Regions from separate parts of the Mus musculus genome. Here region 1 is linked to region 2. Evidence: chromatin contacts called from public Hi-C data. All regions are on one chromosome and are shown on one strand. The core of a region is the stretch at or near the end of the contact, and the rest is flanking DNA. Distances in the headings are between cores, read along the strand shown.

Region 1 (5,617 bases), core at 2,729-5,228, 3.6 Mb after region 2:
AGCACAGGCTAGACCACCTCTGTGGTCTTGGGACTCCTGAGAGTACCCAGAGTCTGAGATCAAACTGAGGGTGGGACTCAAAGAGCCCATTCATTTGTCTTCTGCCCGGGTGTTCTCACATGGCAGAAGACAAGGCCCAGCCTGATGGGGCCCTGGATCCTTCAGCATGCACAGCTTCCCCCTGGCAGCAGGACTTGCACTGCCATACTTTAGGAGACCTAGCATTCCCACTGCCAGAGCTGAGCAGCTTCTGCTCCCCCACCCACCTGCATGCGCCAGTACCTTTTGCCAGTGAGAGAAAGACATCGAAAAGCATTACCTGCTTCCTCTGGCATTGGCTTGGCTCCTGCAAAAGGAAAGGAGAGCCATCACCTAGGGCGAACCTCCATTAACCACTGCAGACCAGGACAAGGACACTTTGACGGAGAGGCATGGAAAAGCAAGAGAGCTATGGCTAGAGTGGCCCCTCACCTGCAGGAATCCCCAGCAGCATGCCAAGGGCCAGCCACCACAGCACACAGGCCTGCATCCTTACCAAGGGCAATTCAGTTCACTGAGGACCACCTGCAGCAGGAGGAAGGCAAGGATGATGACGATGCCCACTAGGATGAGCCCATCCTGCCACCCCGCCGTGGACCACCCTTAGGAATGCTAGACTTTTCATAAGTGCTTCTGTTTCTGTTTTTCTCAGCCATTATTCTGAGGTGAGAGCTTATCAATTTTGACTGTTTAAGAGATGTCTCTCCCGTTCCCACCCCCATCACAAACACCAGATCCACCCTGTCTGTTAAGAGAGCAGTCCAAACCCTCCCAGAGGGTACCTTGTTTGCTGGTCTGTTCAGTGCAATCTGCAGCCTTGTGGGGCCACTGCCAATGTTCCGGCTACTCTTTATAGTAGGGCTGGGACAAGGAAGGAAGCGTCACCTTCCTGAGCCATCAAACTGAATATTTCATTCCCCAGCAGAGGACTGTAGGTCTCTGTTTCTCTGCTGGCAGGAGGGCCTGTGGGAGCAGCTGGGGGCATCAGACAACAGATCAAATCTGCCATAAACTTTCAAAGCTGAGTCCAGCATACGTCCATCTAATGCCCCTCCTTCTACATCTGATCCAGGGGCTGCTGAAATTCCCCTGCTGTGCTACAGGACCCTGTGATCCCGTGGCCTCTGTAAGCCTGCAGACACTCCTTCACCCAGGACACTACACTGGTAGAGCAGCCATAGAGAGGAAGTGTGAGCCAAGCTGGACCCCTCCCTCAGATCAGAGCTTTCCTCCAAGTCTCTAATAGAGAAGGCCAGAGGATAAGTAGCAGTAAACACCAGGGCCTTAAGCTCAGACCTCTGTGGTTATCCCTTGATAGAACCTGTGCCCACCTGTCAGAGGAAGTGTAGCCCCATGGACCCGCCCCTGGGTCTCAACACCCTGTTGGTGCAGAGCCTAAGTCCAGGTTGATGATCTCCATTGTGCCCTGTGAGGTCCCAGCACCCTGCTGGATACAGGCCCGAGGTCCAGGGTAAGAGTCTCCATTGTTTCTCAATCCCCCCAGAACTCTCAAAGATTCTGGTACCCTGTTCTGAAGTTGTGTGGCCCAGGGTCCCTTCAAGTCCCCTTCCTTCTCCAGGTAACAGCCTAAATCTAACCAGAGACCCAGAGCTGGCGTATGATCCAGTAGCATTGAGGTGCAGCCATGGAGGAGAAAGCCTCTGGCTTTCATTTCCAACCCCCTGGCCCCTGTGCTACAAGAGGTGTGGTGCTTTAGGGCAGCTGTGCCAGGGTCCTTGAACCACCTCCAGTTATAGGATTCATGAGGACATACGACCCTGGTTTACAGCACAGCCGTGCTCACAGCCCTGATTTATAGCACAGACCAAGAGGATCTGGCGAAGAGAAAGGCTCTAGTCAGAGCACAAAGGAGCAGACACCCTGAGCCTGCGCATCTGGCCATAGAGGGCTGCCAGGGTGAGGCAATCAACTGTCCACCTGATGAGCCCCTATCTGAAGGCTACCATGGAAAGACACCTGTGGAAGAAGCACGGCATGAAAGAAACCATGCAGACTGGTTTGAGACTGCTTACCTAATATAAGAATTTGCCAACCAGCAGCCGTGAGCCCGGGAGAGGAAACTATGGGTATTCATTTGCTTTCTCCTCCCTTTGTGGGTGTGTACTTTCCTTCATTTATTATTTTATGTAAGAAAGCTTTAAATAAAAACAGCCCCACCATCAGCAACTCTCTGTTACTTACCCTGGCTTATAGTGGTCAGTTGATCTCCCAGGTCCTGATCTCCCAGGTCCTCCAAACCTCCTGGGACACACGTTCTTTCCTGCACCACATCTCCACCCCTACACACTTCCTCTCTGCCTGGATCCTTCAGACACCTTATCTCATTGGCCTGGACAGAGACACCCCCTGCCCCCGCCCACCCAGAACACATCTCCTTTGCACCTCACCCATCTGTCTCCCTGTTCTCCTGCAGACCACTCTGCCTTCAAGAGGGACCATTAAAATGGCTGAACAGGTAGAAGTGCTTGCTGCTAAACCGAGTTCGATCCCCACATCTCACATGCTGGAAGGAGAGAACGAACTCCCACAAGTTGTTCTCTGACCTACACATACACACCTGGAACACACTGCAAACACATACACAATAAGTAAATGTCATTTTTTTTAATGGTAAATGCCTTCCCCAGGGCCCTTGCATTCCTACATTTGATGGGAATCCCAAAACACTGGATTCCATCCTTTAATAATTGCTAGGATTCCTTCTAAAATTCAATGCTTGAGGGCAGGGAAGAGTTCGAATTCTCAAAAGCTCCCAAAGGTCGGGCCCAGGAACAATACCATATAGGATGGGCAAACTTGAAACCTGCCCAGTGACTGCTCAGAAGCCTGCATGATATCCAGTGCATAATATCCCGCCCCACACAGAAACTCGGAGGGAACCTCCAAGGTCTTAACAGTCTGTCTGCTTGGATTCAAGAGATGCTTAGATGTATAAGGCCACTCTGCTGGACAGAGGCCCCTTGTTATCTCCCGTGGCAGTCAGCTTGAAAAGGACCCTGTGGTAACGAACGCCAGGATTGGGAATGAGTCAGAGGTATCTGGCGCCCCCTGCTGTCCATCCATGGACACCACATCTGACTAATAATTACTCCTTGAGCCTCGCAGATGCCCCTGCCTGTACTCTGAAATGCTAGCGCAACCCAAATTCATTCTCCTAGAAGGCAGAGCCCAGAGTAGCTTACCATCATCCATTGAGCTGTCCCAACATGGACACAGGCAGGTGCTCATAATTTAAAGTCTCAAGGCCACAGTTCATCGTGCCAGTGTGTTTTCCTGCATTCTTCTCTGCCACGGAATGGTCCGCCTGTGTTTTGCACTGTTCATACATCCCCGAGCCCCGCAAAGCCTCGGAAGTGGCTTATAACTGATCCTAGAGTCACTTCCTGTTTCCTGGACCGTGGCCAGCATAAGTACTGGGGTGTAGGGGGTGATGGCTCACAGTCTGCCTTCTCCTCACATCTCCCAGACTGACATCTGCCCTAAGTCCTCCGTCCCAGATGGCAGCATTGCCCTCCCGCTTGTGCCTGCAGAGTACCCGGGTGTCCCAGGGACTGAGCAGTACCTCACTGACAGGGCTGGAGTCTTCTGGCTGGATTCAAACCCAAGGAGAGTGGCGTCATGTGACCACACAGAGCTGGGATTCAGAGGTTCTAGAAGTCATGCTGCCCCTTGTCCCTCTAAACATGCCCTGGTAGACACATTTCCTTTGGGAAGTGCCATCCCTGCTCCTACAAAGGAGGGGGGCGCAGACTTCTAATGTCACCCATGTTTGTCCTCAAACACACACATCCCTATCGGACTTTTAAAGAGCTTAACTAAACATGTTACCTTGGACATGAAAAGGGAGAATTCTGGGAGCGTGTTGAGCTGACTTGGCAAAGCCTGTCAAGGTGGAAGTCCCTCCACGCCACCACAGCTGATGCGGGTGTGGCAGCTTTAACAGGAAATCTAGAAGGGCCTGGGGTGAGACAGCCGGTCCCAGGCTGCTTGGAGAACAGGCTCAGAGCTTGGAGTGGAATGTTTCTGAGATGGCCTCCAGGGGGCGCCATGCTCACAGGCTCCTGTGCAGCTGGCCCACAGGACAGGGTTTGTGTTCTGGAATAATCAAAGTCTCCTTCCATGTCATAAGACTGACCGCATACGGATCTGAAGCTGAAATGTGAAAGCATGTGATCACCTTCTTTTAAAATACCTCGTTCTTTTCCTGAACTGACCATAGACTCTCTGAAAAGGTCCCAGGTCAACCCCGGCGAGTACCCCTTCAGAAACCACGAAGAATTGACCTGGATTGGGATGAGATGGGGTTGGGGGGTCCTAGGGACTCCAGTGTGGCTGAAAGAAATACAGGACGCATGGTTACATTTGAATTTCAAGCGACCAGCTTTTCTAGCGGAAGTTTCATGTCTCAAACATCTCCAGGGATCTGTCCCCCAACCCACCCACCCCCAAATATTCACTTTAGGTGAAACACTCATCTTCCCAACACCATATGCACACACAGGTGTGTACACACTTACAATGTGCACAGACAAGCAGGTGTCTATTGCTGTCATCCCATAGAGTATGGGAAGAGGCGGGCTGCTTTGGAGGCTGAGCCTGGGATCAGAAGGCAGGAGCAAGATAGGTGTGGCGCTACCTGAGGCCACCATCTGGAATCAATACTGCACCCCCAATACGCACAGAGAGCATCTGGGTTCCTGGGGGCTAATGGATCCAGAAACCAGCCCAGGCAGAACTGAAAGATCTTGCTGAGGCCAAGGATCCAGGGATTGCTATAGGCCCTGCCCTGACTGCAGGAAGCTCCACTGGTGGCTTCTCGGTGACATAAAGGGTTAACTGAACCACTGAGCCAGGCATCTCACTGGGAAGTTGCCTGGTTCACCACAGCTGCCTCCCTGAGAGGTGGAGTACATACCCTTCCCAGCAAGGAATATTTAGCTTGTGGTCATTTGCGACCCCCAACAGAAGGATGGGTCTCACATGGCCCATGGTTTTTTGTTTGTTTGTTTGTTTGTTTTTTCTCACAGGATTCTTTGTCATCTGCATTTCTCTGCATCATGGGAAAAGATTCCCAGGAACCCAGGAAGGGCTGGTGTTGACCCTGGGCTGTGAAGGATGTCATCTGAGCTTTTCCCACAAGGGCTTCACCACGTCGGACATGCTGACACAAGCCGAAGGATCTGCCTTGGACTCCAGTCAGGGGACAGGATACCAGAGACACAGGTCAGCAGCAACAGGAGTGACATCAATCCAGTGCCATACAGGCCCATTTACTTAGAAGAAGCCCTTGGGCAGACGTGACTCTCTCACCTCAGACCACTGCAGAGTTCTGATCTCTGCTCGCCGTAACACAGCCTTTCCCCCAGTTCCTTTGAACTGAAAGTGACTTGTCTGTCATGTTTCTAATACCACAGGGAGGGTTAAATGTTATGTCTCTAGGACTTGATATCGTAGGCTACAGAGCTCCCAGAACCAGCCAGGCCCTGTGGCATGGGCTAGAGGGGTGCAGGGAAGGACCCGCTAGCTCAGTTTCCAGCCTAGGAGGAACGTAAATGGG
Region 2 (5,287 bases), core at 237-2,736:
GTATTTAATTTTCATACTCAGAGGCAAGTGACTCACACAGAGGCCTAGAGATCCCAGCACAGCAGGCTGGCTCCTGACACGCCCTCCAGTCTGGATGCTTTTGTCTCCTCCACCCCCACCCCCTCCAACCATGTAAGTCACTTGCACCTTCAGGAGACTGCTTCTTTTAAGGTCGACAGCTACACTTAAGGAGTAATTGTACTCGTTTCCATGTTCTAAGAGAATATGAAATTCTACCCTCTTAGCCTTAGGTTGACCAGTATGTCTACCTGACTCCACTAGGACTACATCTAGAGCGGGGTGGGGGTGGGGGTGGGGGAAGGCGGGCAGCCCGAGTGCAAGGGTGGAGTGGAAGGGGAGCATAAAGAACACGGGAGATAGAAAACTGGCTAGTATTCCGACTCTGAAGCCCTCTCCCATGTGATCTTGCCGAATATGATAATCTGTGTTAACGTCTGAAGTCACTTAGAAAATATAAATGGTATCTGTCGCCAGCGATGATAGTGAAGATGGACTCAGTGGGCTGCTGGATTTGGATCTGTGGCAACATTGAAGACATGATTGCCACTGGTTCCAAGTGGAAGCCTTCATTCCCTGGCCTCACCACCACAGCAGTCAAAGGCTGGTTCGACCTCACTGAGGCAATCAACCCCTACAGGCCTCTGTCTACTCCCGTGAGAGATGACTCATGAGCTTGGGCTTTTGCTCCGCTGCCTCGCAGTGTGTTCATTCACTGAGCTCGCATCGAGCGTCTACTTCTGTATGTGAGTCTGGGCAGAGGAAGTGTAACTATGCTGACATGTATTCAGTTGCAATCTGCCTCGCAGGCAGCTCTCCTCCACTTGTAGTTGTTCCCTAAGCTGAGTTTTGTTTGTTTTTTCTCGGTTTTACTGCTTAACCACTCCCGGGGGATCAGAGGCTTCCCCAAAACAGAGCACCGGAGGTCTCCATCATCTTTGCTCATTTCTGGGTCCAGGGGTAAAGATCCCGAGGCCCTAACCCCACTCTCTTAACTGGCGCTGTTAAGGAAGGAGACAAGGAGTGTTGGCGGGAATCGCGCCGGAGCACTGGAGGCGCCAGTAAGCCAAGCCGCTTCTTTAAGTAAATCAGCGGCTCAGTCGGCCCCGCCCCTCCGGGACATCCCGCCCCCTTCATCCAGGCCCCGCCTTTACTAAGAACTGCCCTCCCCCAGCTCGAGGCACAGCCCCTACTTGCTCCAACCTCATATTGACCACGCTCATTTGAGCACACCCCGCCCACTTTTGCCCCAGTATCGTCTAGGCCCCGCCTCTCCGACAAAGACTCCGCCTTGAGAGTGCGATTCCGCCCCCGGTCCCTACGCCCCAGCCTGAGCTTGACCCGCCTCTTCCTCGCTCCGCCCCCAGCTTTGGCCCCGCCCCTCCCGCGGTCTCTGCTTGCGCTCCGCCCTCCTGGAGCCCGCTGTTTGCGCCCCGGCCCCGCCCGCGCTCGCGCCCCGCCCCGGCCCAGACCACCTCTGCGCCCGCTGGCGGGGGCCGAGCGCTCTGGGCTGTCGCGGCGTCTGGGCACCTCACCACCTCTGCTGCCTCGATCGCTGAGGCCGCGGTACCGGGAGTCGCGCGCGCCCCCGGCCGGGTGAGCCCCACAGGACAAGAGAACCGCAGGACCCGTGGGGCGCCATGCGAGCCAGGTAGGAGCCTAGGGTCGGACGGCGCACCCTATCCCCGCGCGCGCTGTGGCTTTGGGCAGCATCCCGGGCTCTGGGGCGCGGCTAGCCTGGAGCAGCTCCGAGCCCCTTGAGCTCCCGGTTCCCTGCCCTCTGTGGTCACAGCCCGACCTGGGCTGCGGATCGTGGTCGCTAGGGCCCGGGGCGCGGGGAGGGCGGAGGGGGTCGCGGCGCCACCCGCGCGGTTCTGAGAAGGAGCGAAGAGAGCGCGGCTTTGGGTTAAACTTGGTGACAATGCACATTTCAACTTCTTCGGAGAGCCCTCCTGGAGGATGAAATTGAAAACTCCAGTTTCTGTCTTGGTGATCGAGTGACCGCGCAGCCCCGAGGTGACAGCGCTGGGGTGTGCGGGTGGGAGCGGTTAGGATAGAGGAGCGTTGTTCTGCAAGTGCTGTTTACCGTGAAGCCGCCCTGCGCCGCCCAGTGTGTCTTGTTAGAGGGTTTGGGGGCCAGGAGGCTCCCAGCTGGGATCTGGCGTTGTAGTATGCAGGTTTGGGGGGCTTAGCGGTGCGGACTGTGGGGCTGGCTGGCGCTGGCCCTTCCCGGGTGTGGGGCGCCTGCAGATGCCGCGCGGGAGGAGTGGCGGAGAGCTGGCTGGCCGCTCTGCGTGCGCAGAAGGTTGTGGAGCCTCGTGGAGCTATGAGATTTGAAAGGGAATACCATGCTGGGCTTTATTCGTGTTTATTCTTCCCTTGTTAGTGCATCAGATTGGTGTTCTGTGATTTAGCAGCAGAAATAAAGTTCGTATAACTTTTGCTCTGATTATAAAAGCAATGAGTGTCCAGAGCGGAAATAAACACGAGATCTACGCCGATCCCACATTCGTTGGGGGTGGGGGGTGGGGATGTCGCAGCCTTGTAGATTTAATCATTGAATTATACCTGGCGCCTTCTTGCCTAACCTCAAGAAAACCCTTGCTTGAAACCCTTGATTGTCTCGTGCCCAAAGTTTGGAATTTTTGACCTGCCTTACCACAAAGGCTGTTTCTGATAGTTATGAGTACCCTTTTGATGTACTGGGGTTTCCCATGAGATGGTGGGTACAGATGGAGAGAATGGTGGTGGGAGGGCCGAAACCTCAGCCCAGTCCGTGGTTTTGGTACCGAGCCTTGTAAAAATGACAGTAATGATTCTCAATCTGCTTCCTGGGCCAACCATAAAAATTAATGGGTGGTTTGCAGAGCGTTTTTGGCATCCTTAGATGGACAGCGGCTGTATTTCAATGTGCTGGGGAGCATTTAGCTGTTACACAGTGTCATCTAGGTAGCTAGGTAAAACAAGCTACCTAGAGCTTCGCTACCCTGCCCAGGAAGCAAGATCTAGGCAGGCCCTAGGGATCCCAGAGCACACTCCTATTCTCCTGTTGGTGCTGGCTAAGTCCTTCAAAGTGAGAGGCTTGGAAGTAACTGGTCTTCTCAAGGATCCTTTCTGCAGCATCTTTTGGACTTGGGGGAGGGGGTTGTCCCAAAGTCAGGGGGCATTGGTGCCTGGTATATGCAAAGCTGTAGAATGTCCTGTAAATGCCTGCCCAGGTCACCCTCCAAGAGAGAACAGTTGGTCCTGGGAGGACACATGAAGTGAACAACCTGGTTTCCCAGCAATTTGTTTTATGTCTCACGTGTTTACCGACTGAACAATGACCGGCTCGGAGGCTGGCTGCAGAAATGCCAGCAAGGCCTCTGTGGACTTTCCTTTTTTTCCTGTTGTCCCCAGGTCCTGGCACCAGGCTTTAATGTTCTTACAGAACAATTAATAGGGACCCAGACCGAGAGGTGAGGCACAGGCTGCCTTTTGTCCTCACCCTGTCTCCCGGCAGGAGCTGGGCTGGACGATTTTCTTCGCGTTACTGGTGACCCTTTGATAGTTTCGGTTTTTTAATTGTTATCCCCACCAGCACTTTGATAAGGCCTGAGTCTAGTTGCAGATGTGAGCTCAGACAGGGCCTTGGAAGGGCCTGAAAGCTGGCTGGATACATTGTTGATGAGGCACCCTTCACTCTGGTTGTTGATCACACGGAAGTTGTGTTGCTAATTTTTTGGTTAGAGGTAGAAAGGGCTGGGGGTGGGAGGGGTCTTCCTAGTATTTCTCCTTTGCTGTTTGCTAATCCAGCAGCAGGCTGGAATTATTCCCCTTCCGGCTGTTTGCATAGACTTTCTTTCTATTCTAATGTTGATTTTAATCTGATAATGAGATGGGAGAATGAATGATGAATGGGGTTTACACCCTCGATTCGATTTCTGGGAGGCCTCTTGGGTTTGATTCCTCTGTTCCCAGCCAATTAAGAGCCTTTTGCTCTCTGAAACTGAATGGTGTGTGTGTGTGTGTGTGTGTGTGTGTGTGTGTGTGTGTGTGTGTGTGTGTGTGTATGTGTGTGTGTATGTATGTGTGTGTGTGTGTGTGTGTGTGTGTGTTTGCCTGTTTGCTTGCGCCTCCTGGGAGAGAAGGCTATTGGTGTCTCTCTGAGAGCCCATGACTTGGAGGAGGCCAGAGCCACTGTGTTCCTAACTTGCAATCCTGGCTCCGGGCACAGCATCTTAACTCCCAGTTGGAATCATATTCAGTAAGTGGACAGCTTTGTGGCTTCCTATGGCTTTGTTATTTTCAGGGTTGACACCTGTGTGAGATCGTTTTACCCTCTTTCTCCGGAGACTTGGAATCAGGTCCCTGGGACATTTCCCAGGACCCTAGAGATAAAGCACCAAGATTTCTTTGTCCCAAGGTTACTATCTGACGGCCAGGAATGGGGATAACCAGCAGATAGCTTTGTTAACCACCAGTGCACTGGCTGCTGCATTTGCCGCCCCATTTCCAGCACAGCTTCTAGTGGTTTTGTCTAGGTCCTGGCTGTAGAGAAACTTTGCACAACGCAAGCCCTACGGCTGCCCCTCTTTGGAGAAGTGACAGGAAAATTATTGACCAAAACCCAGGACACCCAGGGAACAATGCATCCACATTCAGTGTCCTCCAAGAGGCCTTGGCCAGCTACTCAGTAGGCCCCAGGGCATCTGCATTGCATAACTTCACACCCCAGGCATGGAGGCCAGCTCCTGGGAGAAGATGTGAGTCTCCAGAGGGCAGAGATTGCACAGTGCTTCAGAAATGAAGGAGCTAAGGCTGAGTTTTAAGGAGGAAGAGGAGACCATCCTATATGGAAGAACGTCTTTAGTTGTCTCCAAACCTTCAGTTGTCAGCATGCTATGGAGCACTGCTATCCATCTGATGGATGGGTAAGACAACTAGACATCTGCTGTGTAACAGTTTTCTCCATTGCATCCTGTGGGGAAGCTCCTTAAACAGTTAGGTGAGCAACTTAAAATAGCTTCAGGAAGTCCCTGAAACTGACCAGACTCACTAGGTCCCTTTCAAAGGAAGCAATAAAAGCTGAGAGTCACTCTCAGGCTAGCTAAACTGCAAAAAGGACTCAGAAATCAGATCAGCTTCCTGGAAGAGGCAGAGACAAATTGAGTTACCTAGAAAGGACATTCTCCAACCTGTTGAACTGCCTGAAGGCTATGCAGTGTGCTTCCAATTCCCAGCTCTTGTGAGCTGTCACCCATGCTCTGGTGACTCGGCTGTCTTGAGT

What was found. A called contact is a pair of places that touch in the nucleus more often than the background predicts.
Region 1: a Hi-C map of CD8 T cells shows a contact between it and region 2, with 6 times the contacts expected there. The contact joins the promoter of Otos here to the promoter of Sh3bp4 in region 2. A contact is called at or near these places in 2 of 484 Hi-C or Micro-C datasets (CD4 T cells and CD8 T cells).

What each region holds. Positions count from the first base shown.
Region 1 is chr1:92,644,863-92,650,479 of GRCm38.p6, forward strand. Otos (otospiralin) reads right to left here and starts at 3,979. Exons shown (of 5, transcript NM_153114.2): 1 at 3,889-3,979; 2 at 822-1,014; 3 at 472-564; 4 at 320-346. The coding sequence starts at 529.
Region 2 is chr1:89,068,929-89,074,215 of GRCm38.p6, forward strand. It overlaps Sh3bp4 (SH3-domain binding protein 4), which reads left to right and starts at 1,487. Exons shown (of 6, transcript NM_133816.3): 1 at 1,487-1,669.